Linked DNA regions of Macaca mulatta: region 2 is linked to region 1. The links are chromatin contacts, called in public Hi-C maps. All regions are on one chromosome and are shown on one strand. Each heading gives the region's core, a stretch centred on a gene start, on an enhancer-like site or on the middle of the called end of the contact. The rest is flanking DNA. Distances are from core to core; before and after follow the strand shown.

Region 1 (4,874 bases), core at 1,432-3,931:
AGCCTCGGGAATCTGTTTCCTCTCCGCATCAGTGGCAGAGATGTCCCTGCCCCAACCGGTGGGTGTGCGGATTCGCACGGTGTTTACCGCAGATGTCAATATCATGACTGTGGTTGTTCTTGGCCTTGTACCCAAGTGACCTTGGGCAGGATACCAGGGTACTTTGCTTCTCTGGGCTTCAGTTTATTTATTTCTAAAATTAGGGTATTAATAGAGTCTATTTCAGAGGGTACTTGTGAATTTAGTAACTGTTCCACGCTGTATCCCCGGCACTTTGAACAGTGCCTGACGCATTGAATTTGCTTAAAAAAAATTTTTTTTAAGATAAACTCATTCTTACAATGCATTGAATATCTACAGGCACCAAACATTGGCCTCACATCGATTTAATTTTTTTCAGAAAGAAAGTACGGAAGGGTGTGTGGAAAAAGAAACTCAGTTTCCCTCACTGTACAAGAGGCTTCTGATAGCAGATGTGTGGAGGTTTCTCCCCACCAGCAAGCAAGGAATCAGTCCTCTGGTGAACACCAGCTGAGGGTCCCCAAATTCCATTCTGACACCACTATGGGTAGATAGTGGCCGATCGCACATGTTGAGGGTTCAGTCCCCCAGACTGCCCATTGAAAGCCCTAGGTTGTTTTACCTGTGCTTCTGACTGACTATAGATTGGGGTTCCCACAATTCCCTTCTGCAGCTGCATTAATTTGCTAGAGCAGCTCACAGAACTCAGGGAAACACTTTGCTTACATTTACTGGTTTCTTTCTATAAAAAAAAATTGATCTTGTGTTGTTTTGAGACAGGGTCTCACTCTGTTGCTCAGGCGGGTGTGCCGCGGCCCCATCTCAGCTCACTGCGACCTTCGCCTCCCAGGCTCAAGTGATCCTCCCACTTCAGCCTCCAGAGTAGCTGGGACTACAAGTATGCACCACCGCACCCAGCTTTTTTTTTTTTTTTTTTTTTTTTTGAGACAGAGTTTCACCATGTTGCCTGGTCTTGAACTCCTGAGCTCAAGCAATCTGCCTGCCTCAGCCTCCTAAAGTGTTGGGATTACAGGCGTCAGCCACCACACCCAGCCACATTTACTGATTCCTTATGGATATTACAAATGCTGCAGATGAAGAGATGCACAGGGCAAGGTATGGGAGAAAGGGCATGGAGTTTTCATTCCTCTCCAGAAGCACCACCCACTGGGAGCCTCTTTGTATTCCGCTATCTGGAAGCTCGTCAAACCCTGTCCTTTTGTGTTTTTGTGGAGGCTTCATTACATAGGCACGACTGATTAAATCATTGCCCATTGGTAATCAGCTTTACCTTCAGCCCCTCTCCCCTCCCCAGAGGAAATGCCAGCCATCACTCAACTTATTAGACAGTTAACACTCAAAAGATATTTATCACTTTGAAGATTCCAAGGATTTTAGGAGTTGTATGCCAGCACCTGGGGGATGAAAAAATATATTTTACAATATCACAAGGGATAAAGGTCACACAGCAAATTGTGCAACATGGGTATACATTCAAGACTGTCAAAATTGAGAACCTATGCTCTTTTCTTTATACCACCAAACTGGAAAATGCGTATGCCCTCAGACTCACCTCTAACGCGACCTTTGTCAGCTCAATGCCATTTCCTTAAATTAAAAAGAAAAACAAGAAACTCCTCTCAAGTATTGAGTACTTAGCACTTTATGGCATGCAGTCCACGTGTATCTATAATGATACCATGAAGTCGGTACCATTGTTATCAACCACATGTTATAGGTAAGGAACTGAAGCTCAGAGAGGTTAAGTAATATTCCCAAGGCTGCCTAGCCAGGTCATGGAAAAGTCAGGGTTTAAACCCACAATTGGCTAATACCCAAAGCCCACTTTTTTTTTTTTTTTTTTTTTGGAGACAGAGTCTCATTCTGTCACCCAGGCTGGAGTGCAGTGGCGTGATCTCAGATCACTGCAACCTCCGCCTCACAGGTTCAAGGGATTCTCCTGCCTCAACCTCCCGAGTAGCTGGGATTACAGCCATGTGCCAGCATGCCCGGCAAATTTTTGTATTTTTAGTAGCGACGGGGTTTCACCATGTTGGCCAGGCTGGTCTCGAACTCCTGATCTCGTGATCTGCCCACCTTGGCCTCCCCAAAGTGCTGGGATTACAGGTGTGAGCCACCGCGCCCGGCCCCGGCCCCAAAGCCCACATTTTTAACAACCATTCCAGATGGCTTCATCTATCCTCAAAGATGAACTCACTGTCACATTGGATCCTATAATAAAGGGGCTTCTAAAATCATCCAGTCCTTTGAGCAGGTAAGGCAACTTAACCTTCCTTTTACAGAGGAAGCAATTAAGGTTCCAAGAGGTGACAGGGCTAAGGCCACAGATCGCTGATATTGCACCTGTAACCTGGGTCTCATGCCTCTTGGGGTTTTGTATCCAGTCTCCCTAAAATCTCCAACCCATCCTCTTAGACAAGTCCCAGCCCAGGGCACTAAAAGGGACCCAGGGATGCTGCTCCCTGGAGAAGGGGCCTCCTGGCTCTCAGAACATGAGATTTACAGGCAGGTAGGCAGCCTGGCAGAGGGTGGCAGCTTGATGCCCACACTTCATAGCTCCTGAGTTTACCTTGGAGGACAGAAGAGAAGCAATCTTCAGCCCGGAGCCTGCTGATAGATGGGCACAGCGGCGAGTAAACGGTTCTCCGGCTGAAGGCTGGCTTTTTATCATCACTTGCGGATCCTCCCACGTCTCACCCCAGGCAGCCAATCCCTGCCGGAGTTTCTATTTCTGCACTCTGCAGTTTCCTTTTCCCCTCTCTCCCAGCCCCTGCGCTCTGCAGTTTCATTTTCCCCTCTCTCCCAGCCCCTGCACTCTGCAGTTTCATTTTCCCCTCTCTCCCAGCTCCGCCCAGCAGAAGCATTTGTGTGCTGCCTGCTGGCAGAAAAATACACTTCAAGCTGAGGACTTTTGGAGCCCCTAAGGGTATTCAAAGCATGTCACACTATGGTGACAGCTACGGCCATACTGGGCTTAGTGAAGCCTGATCACCAGCTCCCCCTGGGGCACACAGGCCTTTCACCCTTCAATCCAACTGATAAACAACACCTACCATTTATTGAGCACTTGCTGCATGCCAGGATCTGTGCAAAGTGCTCTATTTACATGATCTTTTTCCAATCCCACAGTAGTCATGTGACACACCATATGCTGTTTATAATCCCCCAGAACTTTAGAAATTAAGTCACTTTGTTCCATTGTCTCTCAGGCTGGCTGCTTCTGCGGCATGGGCATATGGTAAGACCAGTGAAGCCTGTGTTCGTGTGGCCATCATGATACATCTTGAGTTTCAAGATGGGTCCTCTGGCCCTAGGTAATGAACTGAGCATTCTTTAAAGCCTTTGGCTGGTGATGGTTGAAGCACTATAGGTCAGAAATGCAACCTCCATTTGGAAAACATAGAAATTCCGGTAAGGATGAATCATTGCCTTCTCCCAAGTGGAAGGGGTCTGAAATAATTGACCTGCCACCAGATGGCTGGCTATTCTCATTGAGCAATTTTGCCATATTGCTACCTGCTGCTGGAAGATTGGCTACATTTTGGCAATTGCCAGATCAGTTTTTGTGAGAGGGAGCCCAAGTTGTTGGACTCATTTCTAACCCCCATCCTTACCTTGCAATAGACACTCATAGGTCCATTGCAAGGCAATAGTGGGGCTAAGTTGAGAGGCTGGCTGACGTCCACGGGATGGGACATCCTGCTCATCGGGCTGTAAAGCCTCCTCTGCAGCAGGTGATCTCTGGTCGGCATTAACATGAGACACAGAGATCCACGTGCTTTATGTCCATTCAGAGTTCATTCTTATGCCCCAACCCACACCTGCTTATTCCCAATCTTCCAATCTTGTTCTATCCATGCCTTTGACTGACCAGCCAAGACACTGGCCACTTATTAGGAATTGGTGTATGCCTGTACCTCAGTCCCTCTCTCTCTCTCTCTCTCTCTCTGCATACAGAGGGAACAACACGGTATACTACTCCTAGTTCTGCCCCCTGGGAGGATTCACTATTATTCAGGGCCACCCCCAACTGGAGCTGTAATAGAGTGGTCCATTTCCAGCTGGTACCAAAATATTATACTGACTTATCTGTGAATTGGGTTCGACTCCTTTCCTCCATTATCTGTTGGTTGCTGGGAACACTCCATGAGGTCATATATGTGGGTCAAGGAGAAAACCCAGAGAGACAGAGTTGGGTGCCACAGGACTCTGAGCTCCCCGTTTATTTAATTTACTCATGCCTTTTAGACCCCTTTTGCTCAGCCTTAAATATACCATTTCCATCATATATTTTTTGTTTTGTTTTGTTCTTTGTTTTTTGTTGTTATTGTTTTTGTTTTTGAGACAGTCTTGCACTGTCCCCCAGGCTGGAGTGCAGTGGTGTGATCTCGTCTTACTGCAACCTCTGCCTTCCGGGTTCAAGCGATTCTCCTGCCTCAGCCTCCCGAGTAGCTGGGATTACAGGCACGCACCACCATGCCCAGCTAATTTTTTTTGTATTTTTAGTAGAGATGGGGTTTTGCCATGTTGTCCAGGCTGGTCTTGAACTCCTGACCTCAGGTGATCCGCCCACCTCTGCCTCCCAAAGTACTGGGATTACAGGTGTGAGCCGCTGTGCCCAGCCTCTTTGTTGTTTTGTTGGTTTGTTTGTTCATTTGTTAGAGACAGGGTATGATTGTATCACTCTGTTGCCCGGGCTGGAGTGCAGTGGTACAATCATAGCTTACTGCAGCCTTGACTTCCTAGGCTTAAGAAATCATCCCACTTCACCCTCCCAAGTATCTGGGACCACAGGCATGTGCCACCACACTCAGCTAATTTTTATATTTCTT
Region 2 (5,437 bases), core at 1,283-3,782, 290 kb before region 1:
GAACCCGGGGGGCGGAGCTTGCAGTGAGCTGAGAACTCAAGAACAGAATGAAGATAGTCAGGGAGTCACAAGAGTGTGGTGCCGGTGCTGGCAAACAGGAATGACTTTAGCTGCAGCGACGGTGCAGATTTTTCACCAGAGGATTAATAAACTACGAAAACTTAAAAAATATATAATCGCCATTCAGAGTAGCAGAAGATAGTCCCCCATACTCCCCTTTGATGCCAACCTCCCCGCAGCCTTCACCCATCGCTGAGACCAGAACTCTGTAGGGACCTAGCTCTGATGGGAGAGAAAGTGGATCCCTGAGGCTTGGGGCCCTGATGCCCTTGGATCCTCTCTCTGACACCCCCACCTTCCTGGGCACCAGGCATATTACTATTCTCTCTGTTTTCCTTTTTCCTCCAGTTGCTCCCTTTTAGGTCAATCATCCAGTCTATGATTATTTCTTCAACACCCATTACATGTCAGGCACTGTTCTCCAGCAGAAATGGGATATAGTCACTATCCTCTTGGAGCTTAGATTCTAGTGGGGTTGACACGTAGTAAAACAAACAAACATGAATTTATTTATAATTTCAAGAGCACTTCATCCTCCGAAAACGAATAAATCAAGAGAAGGGGAGGGAGACTGATGGGGAGGTCAGTGGCGATCTGAGAGTTCAGAGCAGCCTGTTTCAGAAGTGACTTGGGAGCAGAGACCTGGATGAAGAGAAGGGTTGTAGGCAGAGGGAACAGTCAGGAGCAAGAGCCCAGGAACAGGAACCCCTGAAGCCCCTCCTCACTCTCTGCTCCCGCCCCTGGGTGATGTCCTCTACCCCTAAAACTTTAGGCAGGTGTGCCACCTGCACACCTACACCGCCAGGTGTGTCCCTCATTGGCCAACTGTAACATTGATGGCCAACGGCGTGCAGATCCCACTCAACAACCCCATGAGGCCAGAACTAATATTATCCCTATTTTTAGATGAGGAAATAGGCACAGAGAGCTAAAGAAACTCTCCAAAGTCACACAGCTAGGAAATGGAGAAATTGAGATTTGACCACCTCCGCTCCCTAAGCCCCCTAAACTCACCACATCCAACCTGAAATGAATCTTCTTCTCCAGCTCCAACCCCTCCTCTTCCCATGTTTCCTGCCACTTGACCTTCTGCTGCCTCACACTCAAACCCAAAACCTGCCTGGTGGAGGCTGACCATGGGGCTGCAGTGATAGTGCTGTGATGGGGGTGTCCAGTGGGGCCTGGGATCCTCAGGCCTCTTAACCTCATCTTCCCTCCCACAGGCCTGCATGATTCCAGGGAGCATCAAGGCAAGAAACACAGGGAGAAAGAGCAGTCAGTCCCCCTGCCACAGGACTGGCCACATCTGTCACATCTGGAGAAATCTGCCCAGAGTGGTTCCCCTGGACTAAGGGCAGTCGGCGTTGGGGAAGAGGGAGCTCCTTCTTGCTCCACCCATCAGGATGCCTAAAATGAGAGGCTGAGAGGGGCCTGCCCTGAGGACTGAGCTGCCAGGCTTTCTGCTTCCAAGTTCTTCCCGGCTCCCCATCTCCTCCTGCTTCGGGGAAGTGCACCCCCGACTCCCTCCCCTCTGGCTTTCTAGATCCTTGAATAAATAATTCAGGTTTTGAAATCTTGCCAGGCCCACCCCTCCGGTGCTGTGAGGGCGCTATTGGGCTGACATGAGTGACGTCACCCAGCTCTTATCCCAGCCCCAGCATCATGGGACCTGCCCTGGCACCAACTTACCTGCCTGGTCACTGTCAGTCCGGACGCTCTACCCTGTGCCCCTCACCCTGGAGCCCACTCACCACGGCCACCTGCTATCTTCCTTCCAGGGCCCCACGGCCCTCATGGCTTAGCATTGTCGCTTCAGTACCCCAGCCCTTCTGACAGGGTCATAGTGACCTGAAGTCACCTGGACACTCCATGTTCCCAGGCTGCCGCCTCTGCCATCCCGGGGTCCCTGAACTCCTCCCTGCTGCAGAGTCACCGTCACACTGCCATGGTTGCCCTGGGGGTTTCCTCTCTACCGTTGGTGTCCCACGGCCATCACGCCCCCCAAGATTCTGTCACCATGCTAATGTCACTGCCACCCACCTCCCCGCTCCCTCGTGCTCCCCGTCATCGTCACCTCAGGGCCCCATCATCTTGGCAACCCTGTCATCCTCACCAGGGACGCCCAACCAGCCCCATCACAAGCTCTTCCTTCGTCATCTGGATCTCGTCAGCCTCTCTGCCACCCAAGGGTCCCATCACCCCACAGCCTAGCCGGGTCCCCTTCCACCACGTTCCCAGCAGCCTCCCTGAGACTACAAGGCTCTCCCACCGGCGCCGCTGAAACCCCCGGCCCGCAGAGGGCGCCGCGTCAAGGACAGCGCGGGCCGACTCGGGAGGAGGCGGGGCCGCAGCCACAGTCGCTTTTTATGAATGGGGGAGCGGGCGGCGCGAGGCCTCATTATTATGCCGCGCAACGCGCTCTGCGCCCCAGCGCTCCGCGCCCATTGGCTAATCGGGCCGCTGACGTCACCGAACCGGTGGCCGGGGGCGGGGCGGGACGGGGTGACTCACGCCGCTTCTCCCGCGGCCGCGGGGGCTTCTCGGGGTCCACGCACGCCCTGCGCCGCCAGGACCCGAGCGGAGCCTCCCCGCGGCCTGGCCGCGCCTGGTCCTGAGCGGTGAGTAGTGGGCCCCGCCGCGGACACTAGGGGTCCTGGAGGGCACGCAGGATGCTGGGGCACTGGGCCGGCGGAAGACTCCTAGCGGCCGGCCAGGGTCCGAATTCCAGGTGGGAATTCTGGGTTTAGGCGATTCTGGGTTAGCAGACGTGGGCCTAAGTGCTTGAGTGCTGGGGCTCAGTTGGATGACCCGGCGAAGGGTGAGCATTCCTGCAGGGACCCGAGGCCCTGGAGGGACTGATGGTCATCTGAGGTTAAGCCGGCAGGAGGCGTCTGGGGCAGGGACCCAGGCGTCCGAACAGCAGGAGGTGTCCGACTTGGGAATCCAGGTATCTAGACAGAAGGCGGAGTCAGGCCCCAAATCCAGGTGTCCGGGCAGAAGAAGGCATCTGACTCAGGGATCCGGGCTTCCAGCAGGGGGGTCTGCCTAGAGACCTAGAGATGCAGGCAGAAAGAAGGGTCCAGCCAGGGACAGAAGCCTGGGAGGGTGGCGGGTGGGGTCTGAGTTCCCAGGTGTTACCGCGGGAGTGCGGGGTGGTGGCTGGTGGGAGCTTCACGCGCATTCCCCGGGGGCGGAGTCTAAGGCTGGCAGTACTGAGAATCGTGAGGGGTCTGGGAGACTCAGGCACGAGCTAGCATCATCATCTCTGATGGGAGGGAGCAGAGCCGCTCAGTCTCCAGATGTTTCCCTACCCCAATCTTGAGCCTTTGGGGGCATCCCCTGGATCCTATGGCCCTCATCCGCTTATAGTACCCCTTCTTCTGTCTCTCCTCTGGTCACACACATGGAAAAAGAGACGTGCAGGACCTAGGACAGGGATCCCCAGGAAGAGACCCCTGTTTAGAGGCCTGGGGGCATTGGAGAGGACAGCGGTATCCTGGGAGGAGCCCCAGGGGATGAATGTGGGGATAAGGCGTTGGGACCCTATAAGGTATCCTGAGGAGAGACTCCCACCATGTATCCTGAGGGGCACCTCACCCCCTCCAGACCCCACCTCGCATCATCCAGCTTGGTCAGCTTCTCACAAGGCCTTTCTCCTACAGGTACCATGATGTGGGGTGCAGGCAGCCCTCTGGCCTGGCTCTCAGCTGGCTCAGGCAACGTGAATGTAAGCAGCGTGGGCCCAGCAGAGGGGCCCACAGGTCCAGCTGCACCGCTGCCCTCACCTAAGGCCTGGGATGTGGTGCTCTGCATCTCAGGCACCTTGGTGTCCTGCGAGAATGCACTAGTGGTGGCCATCATCGTGGGCACGCCCGCCTTCCGTGCCCCCATGTTCCTGCTGGTGGGCAGCCTGGCCGTGGCAGACCTGCTGGCAGGCCTGGGCCTGGTCCTGTACTTTGCTGCTGTCTTCTGCATCGGCTCAGCGGAGATGAGCCTGGTGTTGGTTGGCGTGCTGGCAATGGCCTTTACCGCCAGCATCGGCAGTCTACTGGCCATCACTGTTGACCGCTACCTTTCTCTGTACAATGCCCTCACCTACTATTCAGAGACAACAGTGACACGGACCTATGTGATGCTGGCCTTAGTGTGGGGAGGTGCCCTGGGCCTGGGGCTGCTGCCTGTGATGGCCTGGAACTGCCTGGATGGCCTGACCACATGTGGCGTGGTTTATCCACTCTCCAAGAACCATCTGGTAGTCCTGGCCATTGCCTTCTTCATGGTGTTTGGCATCATGCTGCAGCTCTACGCCCAAATCTGCCGCATCGTCTGCCGCCATGCCCAGCAGATTGCCCTCCAGCGGCACCTGCTGCCTGCCTCCCACTATGTGGCCACCCGCAAGGGCATTGCCACACTGGCCGTGGTGCTTGGAGCCTTTGCCGCCTGCTGGTTGCCCTTCACTGTCTACTGCCTGCTGGGTGATGCCCACTCTCCGCCTCTCTACACCTATCTTACCTTGCTCCCCGCCACCTACAACTCCATGATCAACCCTATCATCTATGCCTTCCGCAACCAGGATGTGCAGAAAGTGCTGTGGGCTGTCTGCTGCTGCTGTTCCTCTTCCAAGATACCCTTCCGATCCCGCTCCCCCAGTGATGTCTAGCTGAGTCTTCGTGATCCTTCAGCCCTGATCACTACAGAATCCCAGAATGTTAGGCTCTCCAGGGCTTCTTTCCAAACCCCCAGCTCCACACCCCCCAGACCCAGCTGGTTCTGGAGTTCTACGACATTGGGTGTTTGAAGGTTCTTGTTCAGATCCCTGTGGGGGTCCAGCTGGCTCCATGGTTCCAGAATGTTCAGGTGGTCAGGGATCTACTCAGAAATGTCTCACAGCCCAGCTGGCTTGCAATTCCGGAATGCTGGGAGTTTTACAGTGCCATTCCAAGTCCCAGATGTCCCTCCTCCCCCATACTTGACCTTAACCATGTCACTTTACGTTTGAATTTCTGAACTAAAGAGTCAGAGAGATTAGTCACATAGTTGCCTAAATAGGAGAGAGAAAGATTATATACGCGCACATACAAAGAGAGTGTCTATTTATGATTTATTTATTTATAAATTTACTTATGGGTGGTAAGGGGGGAAAAAGATACCCACACCTTGATATCCAGGCCATACCAGGGTACCCGTTGTCCCCTCACCCCCATTTCTGACCTCAGTTCCTGGAGGGGGGAAAGGGAGAAAGAGAAACCACGTATTTTGTTATTATTTTGGATTATTTTTTATCGAAGAGATCATAGAAACCAGAGCCTTCTCCCCAGGCCTGCCCTCTTTGGGTTTGGAAGGGGAACACACCAGCCTCTGGTTTTTTATTTTTTTA

What was found. Hi-C and Micro-C count contacts between places; a contact is called where the count stands out from the background.
Region 2: a contact with region 1 is called in a Hi-C map of CD4 T cells, with 4 times the contacts expected there. The contact joins the promoter of GPR3 here to the promoter of IFI6 in region 1. A contact is called at or near these places in 6 of 14 Hi-C or Micro-C datasets (CD4 T cells, cortical neurons, fetal cortex germinal zone and 3 more).

The regions. Positions count from the first base shown.
Region 1 is chr1:213,271,623-213,276,496 of T2T-MMU8v2.0, reverse strand. IFI6 (interferon alpha inducible protein 6) reads right to left here and starts at 2,681. Exons shown (of 5, transcript NM_001048170.1): 1 at 2,612-2,681.
Region 2 is chr1:213,563,223-213,568,659 of T2T-MMU8v2.0, reverse strand. It overlaps GPR3 (G protein-coupled receptor 3), which reads left to right and starts at 2,532. Exons shown (of 2, transcript XM_001111240.5): 1 at 2,532-2,678; 2 at 3,723-5,437. The coding sequence starts at 3,728. The coding sequence ends at 4,720. It overlaps WASF2 (WASP family member 2), which reads right to left. Exons shown (of 9, transcript XR_013405201.1): 9 at 5,315-5,437.